Regions from separate parts of the Mus musculus genome. Here region 2 is linked to region 1. Evidence: chromatin contacts called from public promoter capture Hi-C data. All regions are on one chromosome and are shown on one strand. The core of a region is the stretch at or near the end of the contact, and the rest is flanking DNA. Distances in the headings are between cores, read along the strand shown. Region 1 holds the start of Zfp143 (zinc finger protein 143). Region 2 holds the start of Ndufab1 (NADH:ubiquinone oxidoreductase subunit AB1).

Region 1 (6,468 bases), core at 1,204-3,703:
AAGAAATTAGAAATTATGAAACCCAGACTGGCCTTGAACCTCTAGCAATCATCATTCTATTACCCATGTGCTGGGATTACAGGTGGGCGCCCGGCCCCGGCTGTGAACACAGCTCCATTAGGGCATTACACCTGAGACAGAAACCCTGTCTAGAGGATCCAGACAATGACTTATGAGTAAAGGTGCTTCCTGCCAAGCCTGCTAAGACTCAACTCCCTGAGCAGGGCGTGGTGGCACACGCCTTTAATTCCAGCACTCGAAAGGCAGAGGCAGGCGGATTTCTGAGTTCGAGGCCAGCCAGCTCTGGTCTACAGAGTGAGTTCCAAGACAGCCATGACTACACAGAGAAACCCTGTCTCAACAAAACAAAACAAAACAAAACAACAACAAGACTTAACTCCCTGAGCCCCACATGGTGGAAAGAGACAACGCACTTCAGCTAGTTGTCCTCTGAACTCTGTACATACACTATGGCACAAACACACCAAGAAAATGAAAAAAAAAATGTAAATTTAGGTAGCTGGAGAGATGGCTCTGTGGTTAAAAATCACTGGTTGCTATTCTAGATGACCTGGGTTTGGTTCCCAGCACCAACATGATGGCTCACAATCAATCACTATAACTCCAGTTCCAGGGGACCTGACCCCTTCTTCTGGCCTCCCTGGGCACCAGGCCAAGTATTTTCTTGTTTAGTTGTTTGTTTGTTTGTTTTCATTATGAGACAAGGTTTTTCTGTGTATTCCTGCCTGGCTATCTAGAAATTCCATCTGTAGATTCACCTGCCTCCAGAGTGCTGGGATTATAAAGGCATGTACTAGCTCTATAGGCTTATTTTTCCCATTCCTGAGACAACCTCCAGTGTGACTGACTGCTGGCCTCCAATTAAGTACACAGCCAAAAATGACTCTGAACTGATCTTCCTGTCTCTACTCCCAAGTATGTATAGGTATACATTAGCATGGTGAGTTAATTTGCAGTCTTTAGGCCCGAATTTAAGGCCTTGTACCTGGTAGGTAAGCATTCCCCCACTCGCTATATCCTCAACCTGCTCTTCTCGTAGGATAGGGCCTTACTCCTAGGTAACTCAGGTTGGCCATAAACTCAATCTGTAGTGGAGGCAGGCCTTGAATTTGAAATTTCTCCTATTTTTGCCTTGATAGCTTAGATTTCAAAGTTGAACTACCAGACTTAGTTTGGACTATTTTAGGTGAATTTGAACGTGTGTATATTCTATCAAAAAGCTGTTATTAGTATACTTGAGATCAGGAACTCAGTGTGTAGCTAGCTGTAAATCTGTAATAAAGAGTAGTCTTGAAATCCTCTTGCCTCAGACTCCGATTGCTGGAATTATAGACAGAGACACCATGCCCAGATAAAACAAACCAAAATAAACAAAGGGGAAGAGTATTTGTAGAGTCGATTGACTCATCTCCAAATACTCAAAATGTCAGGGTAAGATTTATGCTTATTGTTTTGTGATCTTTACATTTCACAATGAATTTACTATATACTTAGAATGAAGAAAGTGTTAAAATGTTACACAAGTTTTTGCCGAATAGGGCTGAACGCATCTTTCCTAGTAAAATTTAGGACCAAACTGAACACAATCTGAAACGTGCAATTTCTCACATTCCCAACGGAATATGCCAGATGATTTGAATATTTCAAAAGGGAAGGCAGAACTTGATTCTAAACAAACAGATGGGCAGTGGTATTCATTTCTACTTATTGAAACATCGTTTAATGAAAGGGAGAAAGTAAAAAATGAGTGAACGAAAGTCCCATTATAAAACATTCCAAGAGACTATTTTTGAATATTCGATGTTAGGCCTCACAGACTTTTGAAGAAAAAAATTGTGAAAACGAATAAATGTGCCTACGATCAGAATAGGAAGAAACCCGGGGGCGATATGCAGGCGTGTCCCCAGCCGCGGGCCCCGCGCCCCTGCTGGGGCCTGCTGAGAACCGAGGCCCGGAGGCCCAGTCCGACCGGCTTCCACACCGAGCGAGCGCCCAGGGACTCGCTCCGCGCGAAGGTCAGGTCGAGCTGAGCCTCCCGGCTCCCGAGAGCTCCACCCTCCCCTCCTGCTCTCCCTCCCCTCAGCGGCCCCCTAAGGGGACAGGCGGGGCGCTGGGTGAAGGGGGGTGGGGTGGCGTCCTCAGAGGGAAAGGCTCCGCCGCCCTAGAGTGGCGGCCTCGGGTTATTAATAAACTCCGATTCTGCCCGGGCTGCGCTACGAAGGCGGCCGTAGGATCGGCCAGGCCTGAGGACCAGCATAAGCAGCTGGAGGGAGAGCCGGGGCCCGAGTGGGCCCGCGCCGCCGCACTGAGGGCGGCGGCCGGGCGGAGAATAATGCACACTGGGTAAAAACACATTTATATACGAACCTCCGAGAAAATTTTCCAACAATTCCTTCGTCCGACCACCATGCACCAGGACAGGAAACAGCCGCCCGGCCCCCAAGCCCCGCAACCCGCATAGCAATTCTGAGTCCCGCCCCTACCCTCCATTGGGCTGTCTTTACGTCACTCACTGGAAGACTCTTGCTCTCGATTGGTCTAGATTTAGCTGACGGGCAGGAAACCGCCACTAACTACGCCCACCTCACCTGCGTCATTGTTGCCTGACCTTCCTACCCGCTCATGAGTGGCTGGCGCCAGGTACGGAATCAAAGCTTCTGTGCCTGACTGGATGGCGAAACTGCTCATCGCGGACCACTCCGCCCCACGGACGAGTGAATTATGCCGATTCTGGGGCCCCAGCGGGAGGCGCCATTTTGTAGCAAGGGAGGGAGGTTCGTCCTTTTGATTGCCCGGGAGGGAAATAGGGTGATGGGCGCCATTTTCCCTACAGGGCTAATGTGGAACCCATGGAGCTCCCGGTGGCCCTGCCGGAGCGTGTATCGGAGGCCGGATGGGCCTTGCCTTTCTATTGCCGAGTGTTATTTCATTGGAAGGTTAGAGGAAGGCAGGAGGGCGGCCCGAACCTCCCACGCGCTCCCTAGGGGCTCTCGGAGTCGGCCGAGGCCTTCGCTTTGGGTCTCTGTGCCTAGCGCAGCTGATGCCGGAGACTGGGTTCGGAACCTGCCTGCCCTTCCCCAATCTCCGGGCATGACCATGCCATGGGAGGTTGAGCTTTCTGCTTCTGCGGAGATCCCGGCGGAGCCGAGCTTCCGCTGGGAGGCAAAGCGAATGCTCTTAGTGTGTCCGTGGACTTGTGGTCGCTCGGGTCCTTTGCATGCGCTTTCCCTGTTTTGTGAAACTGAAGGATGAAGAAAGCATCTGTTGGGCTCTTTAACCTATTGAGACATTAGTTGTGGCATGTGGTACGTTTTTTTTTTTTTTTAATCCTCTCGGCCCAACCCTTAAGCCATTTCCAATACAAGGCATTTCAGATAAGAGTGCAGTAGCCGCAGTACCAGGTGTATATTCCAATAAGATGAGGAGGTTGACCAGCATTAGCCGTCAGTCACTTGCATTTCAGGTGATGTCATTGATGAAGTCGAAAAATAGCCGGGAGAAACTTGAGTTTGTAACTAAATCTAGTCGGAACCTACAGTATTACCTTCTCTTGCCCTCACCCCATCTGAGACTTTAGTTTGCAGTATAGTTCAGTAGGCTATGAATTTAACCGGAGAGTATATCCCTAAGTGCTAAGAGTAGGCTGTATAGCCTATGCCACATAAGGCCCAATAAATCACAATTTTAAAATATTAATCTAACCAGGGCATAGTTACATAATCGGTACTCAAATGTCATTTGAAGGATCTCAGGACTTAGAATATACATCCTTTTATGGTTTTTGAGAGTGTGGCTGTCTGGCCTTGTATTTGCTATGTAGAGGGCAATTGATGACATGATCTTGACCTAATCCACCCACAACTCCTATCAAACCCTGGCAAGAAAGGTACATGACACCACTACTTTGTTTTGGTACTCTTGGACCTTTCTACCTCCACATGGCCAGTAATGGGATTATAGATAGGCATGTGCCACCATCTCTGGTTCTGAACAGTATTATTATTTTTTGCTTTTTTTTCCAGATGGGGTTTCTCTGTAGCCCTGGCTGTCCTGGAACTCACTCTGTAGACCAGGCTGGCCTTGAACTCAGAAATCCGCCTACCTCTGCCTCCTGAGTGCTGGGATTAAAGGCGTGCGCAAGCACTGCCCGGCCAGTATGAATATTGTTATGAACAATGGTTAAACATTCCTAGTGCAAATGCCACCACCATCTTGTTCATGGGTTTAATCCTCAAGGACACAAAACACTTGGACCCTTAAAAATTAGAATATGGGTCTCCAAGGTGAACAGCCTCTGGCATGTTGGAACAATGTAGCAGGAGATGTCAGAAAAGTTACCACAGGGATAACTGGCTTGTGGCGGCTTTTTGATCCTTCGATGTCGGCTCTTCCTATCGTTAAGCAGAATTCACCAAGCGTTGGATTGTTCACCCACTAATAAGGAACGTGAGCTGGGTGAGCTGAGTTTAGACCGTCGTGAGACAGATAAGGAGGTCGGCCAGTTCCTCCTGCCTTCTGCAAGAGGGTTCCCAGACTGCCCTTTGAGAATAAAATGGGAGGCCACAACCAAAGTCTTTTGGATAAAGCACCACCATGGACTATGCACTAGCACTAACCCGTTTGCCTGCCTTCCTTCCCAAGGCATAGATCTTACCCAGCATGGGAAAGATCCTCCCTCCCTCCCCCCTTCCACCATGCACTCAATAAAATAAAATGAATGAACGAAAAAAAAATTAGGGCATGACACTGGAATTTTAAAAAAGATTTTATTTAATGCTTCAGTGCTCTAACTGTATATACTGTATATATACAGCATGCCAGAAGAGGGCATCAGATCCTATTACCACCATGTGGTTGCTGGTTATTGAATTCAGGATCTCTGTAACCACTGTTATTTCTCCAACCACAGATGGCATTTTATGATCAAAACATTAAATCATTTTTAAGTTTAGTAAATCCTATACCTCAGGGTACTCAAGCTGTTAGGTGTTGTGATTTTATATATTCTATATATAGTAACCGTTTTAACATCACAAATGTCTCTAATTCTTTGTGAGCTTTGAAAGCATGAATATGTAGAACACTGATATGCTAGGCACATCTGTTTTTAAGATTGTTTTGGTAAGGTTAGGGTGGTACTAAGAGCCTTCCACTACTTGTGGATACCAGCCCATCAGTTTTGTGATTTGCTAGATTTTCTTGATTGCTTTTCAGGGCTAATGTTTGGACTCAAATCCAGCCTAATTCAGGCTATGAAAGCACTCTTGACACTGGAATTACAATTTTAAGGACTTATTAAGGCATAACACTTTTTAAAATGACTTCTTGCTACAAGCAGCTAAAGTCACATAACTACAACCCAGTGAATATGTAAAGCTAGTCTAATTTTTCAGATTCTACATTGTTTATCCTAAAATCAAGACACTGCTTAGCAATCTTTGGTCCACCTAGGTCATTTTGGGATAATACATGAGCTGAGAGGCCTAGGCCTTTTAAGTTAATTGCTCTATCAGGGCCATTTATTCTCTATTAATGATCACATTAATGTAGGGTTTCTTTCTCAGCTCATTGGCTGAAATAGTACCACAGGGATCACTACTGTTATTTTTGATTGGCTTTTCTTTTGAGACATGGCTTCTCTGATGCATAGCCCTGGCTATTGTAGAATTCATTCTGTAGACCCAGCTGGCTCCTAAGGCATTCAACTACCTGTGAAGGAGGGGACTAAAGGCATGTTGAAGGGTTTTTTGTTTTCTTTTTTTGGGTGTGTGTGGGAGCGTGGCATCATTTTGGTCCCTCTTTATATGCTCAAACAGAATAACCTTGTCAATTCCTTGGTAGGTGTGAAAAAAAGATTCTATCTGGATTACATGTAGATCAACTTGGAATACACTTGTGATAGATATATGCTTAGCCCAGAGAGTAGAACTATCAGAAGGCCTTGTTGGATTAAGTGCTCCCTGGAAGCCAGTATTCTGCTAAGCAACTTTTACACAGCACTTCGGGCACCATCCTACCTGGATGCTGCTATGTTGTCATCAGCTGCCTTGGTTGTGGTGTCTGTTCACAGCGTAAAACCCTAAGAAAATACTGTAGCATTAGCAGATCTACATTTGGCAACTTGAATCAATTAAAAATAAAAGGAGTGCACATCTTTGCTTGTGAGGTAAAGGGTCTCTATGTTGGCAACTTGACCCACAAAGTTCCAGTATAGCAAGACTAGCTATTGAAGCCAGTCACTTTTTTTTTTTTTTTTTTTTTTTTTTGAGACAGGGTTTCTCTGTGTAGCCCTGGCTGTCCTGGAACTCACTCTGTAGACAAGGCTGGCCTCAAACTCAGAAATGCCTCTGCCTCCCAAGTGCTGGGATTGAAGGCATGTGCCACAACACACGGCTAGCCAGTCACTTCTTAACAGGCATGGTGCTATAGTAAGTTCTGGCCTTTTAT
Region 2 (6,468 bases), core at 1,607-4,106, about 12 Mb before region 1:
TTTTTCTACAGTTGCCCTTTGACTTCCGTGCCTGACCCAGAAGGCACGGCTTTCTCCCTCCCTGCCATGACCCTCCTCCTAGCAGCTGTCTGTATTTACAACTCCCCTGCCTTGTTTCTCTCTCAAACTAGTAAAATGGCCCTTCGGCTTAACACACAAACAAAACAATTAAAAAAACAAGCAAACAAAAAATAGTGGGGCAGTGGTGGTGTGTGCCTTTAATCCCAGCACTTGGGAGGCAGAGGCAGGCAGATCTCTGAGTTCAAAGCCAGCCGGGTCTACAGAGTGAGTTCCAGGACAGCCAGGGCTACACAGAGAAACCCTGTCTCCGGGGGGAAAAAAAAAAGAAAGAAAAGAAAGAAAGAATCAAAAGAAAACCAAAAAACCAACACACATGTCTGTTGCTATACAAAGAGAAACTTTAAGTTGGAAGTGGTTATTAAATCATCTGGATTTCAAATACTAAATAACTTTAACAAAATCTAGGAGTTGGGTGGAAGGAAACACACAGGCCATGCAGTGGCCATGCCTTAGCTAAGGTTCCCGGCCATAGCATCACAGGGCCCCATAAACCATTCCCACTCCTCACAGGAAAGGTCAGGATCTTTGGTTGAGATGGCAGTTATTGTAGGCTGAAGTCTTCACAATACTATGACCCCTCCTCCCAATTGTTTTTCCTTGAATACTCCCAATTTTTTTAATGCTCATGATCTCTCTCTCTCTCTCTCTCTTTTTTTTTTTTTTTGTTTGCTTTTTGAGACAGGGTTTCTCTGTGTAGCCTTGGCTGTCCTGGAACTCACTTTGTAGACCAGGCTGGTCTCGAACTCCGAAATCTGCCTGCCTCTGCTTCCTGACTGCTGGGATTAAAGGCGTGTGCCACCACGCCTGGCTATGCTGATAATCTTTAAACAAGAGACTAGTGTCACAGATCTCCAGAAGTCAGGCTACATTAACTGTGTGCTGAGTGAATTCCAAAAGTTATTATACTTGTTGCTAGAAGAGGGCCTCTTTGGAAAGTAGTCAAGTCAAGTCTGAGGGGGATGTTAGTCCAAGTGACTGATCCTCAGGAAACACTGCTTTACCCAGTAGCACAGCTGAGACATAGTAAAATGCAGTGCCCGCATCAGTCAGGCAAGCCAAGGGGTTCTTCTCAAAGGAAGAAACTCATTAAACAAAGCCACTGAGGAACGTTATCAGTGAGCCCCTCCACATATATCCACACGGAGGTTGGCCCATTTGTAATCACACTTTTATCCCCACACTGACTTCTGAGCATGCTCAGTTTAAATCATTGATGAAGGTACTAGGCACATTTTTTAGGTTATGGGGTACACGTTTCTGATATTGAGAGGGATGAACAGGGCCGCTTCTAGGCATGTTCAACTTACACCAGAAAGTCTTAGCTGAAAACAAAGGAAAGGGCACTTTGAAGGTGCGTTAGTGCAGGAGTTTGACTTTGGTGTCTGCCTGCTTAGTGTCTAGTTGGTGTGTGGGCTTCACTTGTCCATTTTTGTTCACCGTCTCAGATCCTGAAGTGTCAAAATGAATTCTACCTGCAAAGCTGTAAGTAACCTGCCTAATCTGTAATATACACACATTGTCCAGTTTCGCTTTTGGCTGTACTGCAGACTGAACCTAGAACGGTCATGCTAGGCAAATTCCCTACATCCATGCATTATCAAAATTTAAAATATGTACTGTTGTACTTCACCATTTCCTGGTCTCCAGGTTACTGTAAGCACACGGAGTTTGGGAGGTTTGTGGAGGGGGGGGTTATTTGTTTATTTATCTATTTTGAGACAGGGCCTTGCTATGTAGTCTAGGCTACCACCATAAGATGATCCTCCTGCCTCAGCCTCTGGAGTTGGGAATGAGGACGTGACAGTCACACCTACTTGGCTACTAGTCTTAAAACTCACACTTATAATGTGTACTGAGTTTTCACTGAAACAACAATAACAAAATCTTAGCGCTATGGGAGAAACGTGACATATTTTATTTTTCAGAGATAGGGTTTCACTATGTAGCCCTGGCTGGCTTGGAACTTGCAGTGTAGACCAGGGTGTTCTTCAACTCTCAGAGATCCTCCTGGCTGCAGAGTGATGGTATTAATGTTGTTTGCCACTATGCCATGATCCCCACCCAACTTTTTTTTTTTTTCTGAAAATGATGCAGTTTTAATATACCATTCTGCAGAAAGGGACACAAAGAAAAGGCAAAAAATTACTGTCGAGTTGATTTTGCCCTGAAATTCCTGCCTCTTTCTCCCATAGGCTAGACATTATAAAATTCACAATCTAGCATATTCCCCTCTCAAATTCTCTATCCTTTTTATTTAGGAGGAAAAACCTTATTTAATGAATTAATTTGAGGCTTGAGAGTGCCCCTTTCGCTGATTGTGGGCCAACCCATATTGTTGATTGCCTAAAACTTCTCTTTATTTATTTATTTTTTAATTATTCACTTTACCTCCCCGCTCCCGGTCAGCCCCTCCCACAATCCTTCCCCCATCCCCATCCCCTTCTCCGTCTCTGAGATGGTGGGGACCCCCCTGGGTACCTCGCTACTTCAAGTCTCGGCGAGGCTAGGCGCTTCCTCTCTACTGACAGCCAACAATATATTTCAGAACTTTGGGAGAAGAATCAAGTCGGTTTCTCTTTTGGGTCAGTGACAGTGTTTAGGGTTAGATGGCATTTGTGCAGTTGCAACCACAGCAGCCCTTGTCCTTCTAAAGGAGGTGGGTGCAGCGCGGCTGGGAGCCGCTAGGGTCCGCCCGCGCCCGCGCAGCCCTCAAGCGCCGCTCTGTACGTCGCCGGCGTACGGCGCTAGCTGCGGCCGCGGCGGGAGGCTGCGGCGCAGTGCATCCTGGGTTGGCGTAGCCATGGCGTCTCGTGTCCTCTGCGCCTGTGTCCGCCGCCTGCCCGCGGCCTTCGCGCCGCTGCCCCGGCTTCCCACGTTGGCCTTGGCGCGGCCGCTCAGCACCACCCTATGCCCTGAGGGAATCCGGAGGAGACCCGGGGCTCTGCAGTCCGCCTTGGCGCTCGCGCAGGTGACTTGCGGTGACTTTGCCGGGGCTAGTCAGGGGTCAGGGCCCCGGGCCGTCCGGGTTGGGGGAGGGGCTGCACAGAACCTGCAGGGGTGATGGGGTACACGGCTAGCCCCACTGCCTGACGGGTTTTGGTTGACCCCTGTCGCGAAGCTAAGTGTCTTATGATTAGAGCACAGGACTTTGACCCAGTCTTTTTTTTTTTTTTTTTTTTTTTTTTTTGGTTTTTCGAGACTCTGTATAGCCCTGGCTATCCTGGAACTCACTTTGTAGACCAGGCTGGCCTTGAACTCAGAAATCCTCCTGCCTCTGCCTCTCGAGTGCTGGGATTAAAGGCGTGCGCCACCATGCCCGGCTTTTGACCCAGTCTTGACTGAAGAACAAAATTGGACACCAGCTCTCATCCTTGCGGAGTGGCAATGAAGTTTAGGTGAGAGTTCGAGTAGAGCACCTACTGCGATTGGCAATTACCGTGGTCACTTCCAAGGACGTACACAAGAGGAAAGCCACTTGCCCATAATAGTCCTCTGCAGAGTATTCTCTAGGTTCCCAGAGTTCTATTGTAATTTCCCCCCTGTGGCACCTTTTGTCTGTGAACTTTCTGGAAGTAAGGATAGGAAACAAGTCCTGTGTAGTTTGCATATTTGATGAAACCAGTGTGGGGCTTAAACTCTGTGAGGATGTCACTTTCAACCCTAACTAGCCCTCTTCCCGCTCCCCTTCTGACTCTTTCCGCTGGTATCAAGCCCTGGCATGGCGTTTTAAGTTCCAGTGTGCATGCAAGGTTAGGAAGTACTGTAGTAGACTTTGGGCCAAGTTGAAGAACCGATTCTCATACTCAGTGACCTTCCTGAAGTAGTGGTTTCAGTCACACCTGCACGCTACAAGAAGAGCTAAGGTTCTACATCCTGTGTTGAGATTCACCGACAGTGTAATAGATAGGCAGGCCATTGTCCCATTGGCTAGACCAAAAGGTTGTCATTATAAAAGTGTTAAAAGGGCAGTAAAGGGGGCTGGTGAGATGGCTCAGTGGGTAAGAGCACCCGACTGCTCTTCCGAAGGTCCAGAGTTCAAATCCCAGCAACCACATGGTGGCTCACAACCATCTGTAACGAGATATTTCGCCCTCTTCTGGTGTGTCTGAAGACAGCTACAGTGTACTTACATGTAATAAATAAATCTTTAAAAAAAAAAAAAGGGCAGTAAAGCTGCTGTGCCTTAGGATCTAGAGACCAATTTCAGATTAAGCTAAAATGTTACTTCTCAAACTTAAGTTGTGCATAAAGTATTTTTGTGGGCTTTCTAGATGGGGTCCTGGGACCATGCTTTGAACAGGTGGTGTGCTCTCTGTCTGCTTTATACAGATAGTAGAGGAACTGCTTTATGCTTACAGAATGGTTTTGGTTACGGTCATTCACAGATGTGGAGACACAGTTGTTTGCAAAACATTTTAGATTTGTTATTGGACTGTGGATGTCCTCTGCACAGCCAGAAAGCAGATGGTAAGCAAGCTTTGTTAAAGGGTTTTCTCTGACTCACCCAGCTTAGATGAGTGAAATCAGTTGGCTTGGAAGTTTCCAGAATATGGAGAGTAGAACAAGGGAGAGTTTTGAAGAGGCGAGGGTTTATGTCAAACAGCTGTGTTTGAGGTGCTTCATTTCCAGAGGTTTGCAGTGAGCAGGTGACAGACATGGCCTTTAAAGCTTTTTTCATAAACAGAAGACAAAGGGGAGCAAGATAGACTCTGATGGTAACTCATCAGGATCAGGCCAGCTTACAGTCACTGCACATAGTGCCATCTTTGGTGCTTAGAGACGATTTATGTCACATGTGAGTCTGGGGAAGAACGCTGCTGAGACAACCTGTTTTGACCACAGGGAAGGTGCTTTTCTTTTTTTTTTTTTTAAGATTTATTTATTTATTATATGTGTGTACACTGTAGCTGTCTTCAGACACTCCAGAAGAGGGCATCAGATTTTTGTTACGGATGGTTGTAAGCCATCATTTGGTTGCTGGGATTTGAACTCAGGACCTTTGGAAGAGCAGTCAGTGCTCTTAACCTCTGAGCCATCTCACCAGCACCGGAAGGTGCTTTTCTAACCTCTGGCAGGAGAAGGTGGTTTCGCTACTCCAAGAGGGAATGCAGGGGAACTTGGGGCAGGATACCTAACCATCCTGTGTCAGTTTCATTGTAAAAGGTAAAGTGCTTATACTACCATAGTCAATCTTTGGGCATACACCTGGCCCTGTAGGAACCTACCAGTGATGCCTGGTGAGCTACTGACACCTAGTGGCCTACATTAGTAACTGCATACCTATAAGACACTCCCAACCACTTTTCTCACGGCCTGTTCTCGGCACTGTTTCTTCTCTTCCATGTTAATTCCACTTCATACCAGCCCTGTGTTTTCTGTGACTGTTGTCTTTGAGACAGTCTCACTTTATCTCAGTCTAGCCTTGGAACTCAGGTTGGTGAGAATATGTTACTCTGCCTCACCCTCCCAAGTACTAGGACTGCAGCCCTGAACCACCATGTCTTTCCAAATCTGCTTGGATCTTCTTTTCTTTACAGTCTGGAAATTGAACCTGGGGTCTCACTCATGCTGGACAAGCCCTCAACCCCAATTCCTTAATAGTTTCTAATCTCTTTTCAACTCCTTGATATGCACATGGGATATGTTAGATCCTCCTACCTCAGACTTTTCTGTCATTCTCACCATTAACATATTTCTCCCTTTCTCTTATTCCTGTCTGCTTCATCTTTTTTTTAAAGATTTATTTATTATTATATCTAAGTACACTGTAGCTGTCTTCAGATGCACCAGAAGAGGGCGTCAGATCTCATTACAGATGGTTGTGAGCCACCATGTGGTTGCTGGGATTTGAACGCAGGACCTTCAGAAGAGCAGTCAGTGCTCTTAACCACTGAGCCTCTTGTCTGCTTCATCTTATCTGTGACTTCTTTAGGTCATTGTAATGAGTAGGATTGGTGTTGTGTCCCTATTGAAGGCCTCTGATACATAGTATAAAAGGATCAGTGGATTTAGACACAAAAAAGTGCCCCGCCTACTTATTCGGAAATCATCTATACTCTATCTCTTCAGCTAATCTCTCTAGTTTGCTGATTAAATGAGTCTGCTGCAAGGTAAGTATATCTTGATAAGGACGTGTACATAGGTTTAGTCTTACGTATGTCCTTGCTATACATAGGCTTGCCTGGACTCTGGAAAGTCCTACCTCAGGCTCCCAAGTGTTAGGGTTACAACATTTGACACCACAGCAGCTCTTAGATCATTTTTCATAGACACACTCAGGGTCATGAGTGCCAAGAAGCAAACCCAGCTCTTTCTCTCTCGCACACGTATTTGTTTAGTGTGAGCATGTGTGTGCAGGTCAGAGGATAACTCGAGGGAGCCTGGTTT

The links. Promoter capture Hi-C pulls out the DNA fragments that hold promoters and counts their contacts.
Region 2: a promoter capture Hi-C map of cranial neural crest shows a contact between it and region 1. The contact joins the promoter of Ndufab1 here to the promoter of Zfp143 in region 1. A contact is called at or near these places in 2 of 39 promoter capture datasets (cranial neural crest and second pharyngeal arch cranial neural crest).

The regions. Positions count from the first base shown.
Region 1 is chr7:110,057,696-110,064,163 of GRCm38.p6, reverse strand. It overlaps Zfp143 (zinc finger protein 143), which reads right to left and starts at 2,453. Exons shown (of 16, transcript NM_001374618.1): 1 at 2,389-2,453.
Region 2 is chr7:122,098,236-122,104,703 of GRCm38.p6, reverse strand. It overlaps Ndufab1 (NADH:ubiquinone oxidoreductase subunit AB1), which reads left to right and starts at 2,856. Exons shown (of 5, transcript NM_001360744.1): 1 at 2,856-3,049. The coding sequence starts at 2,882.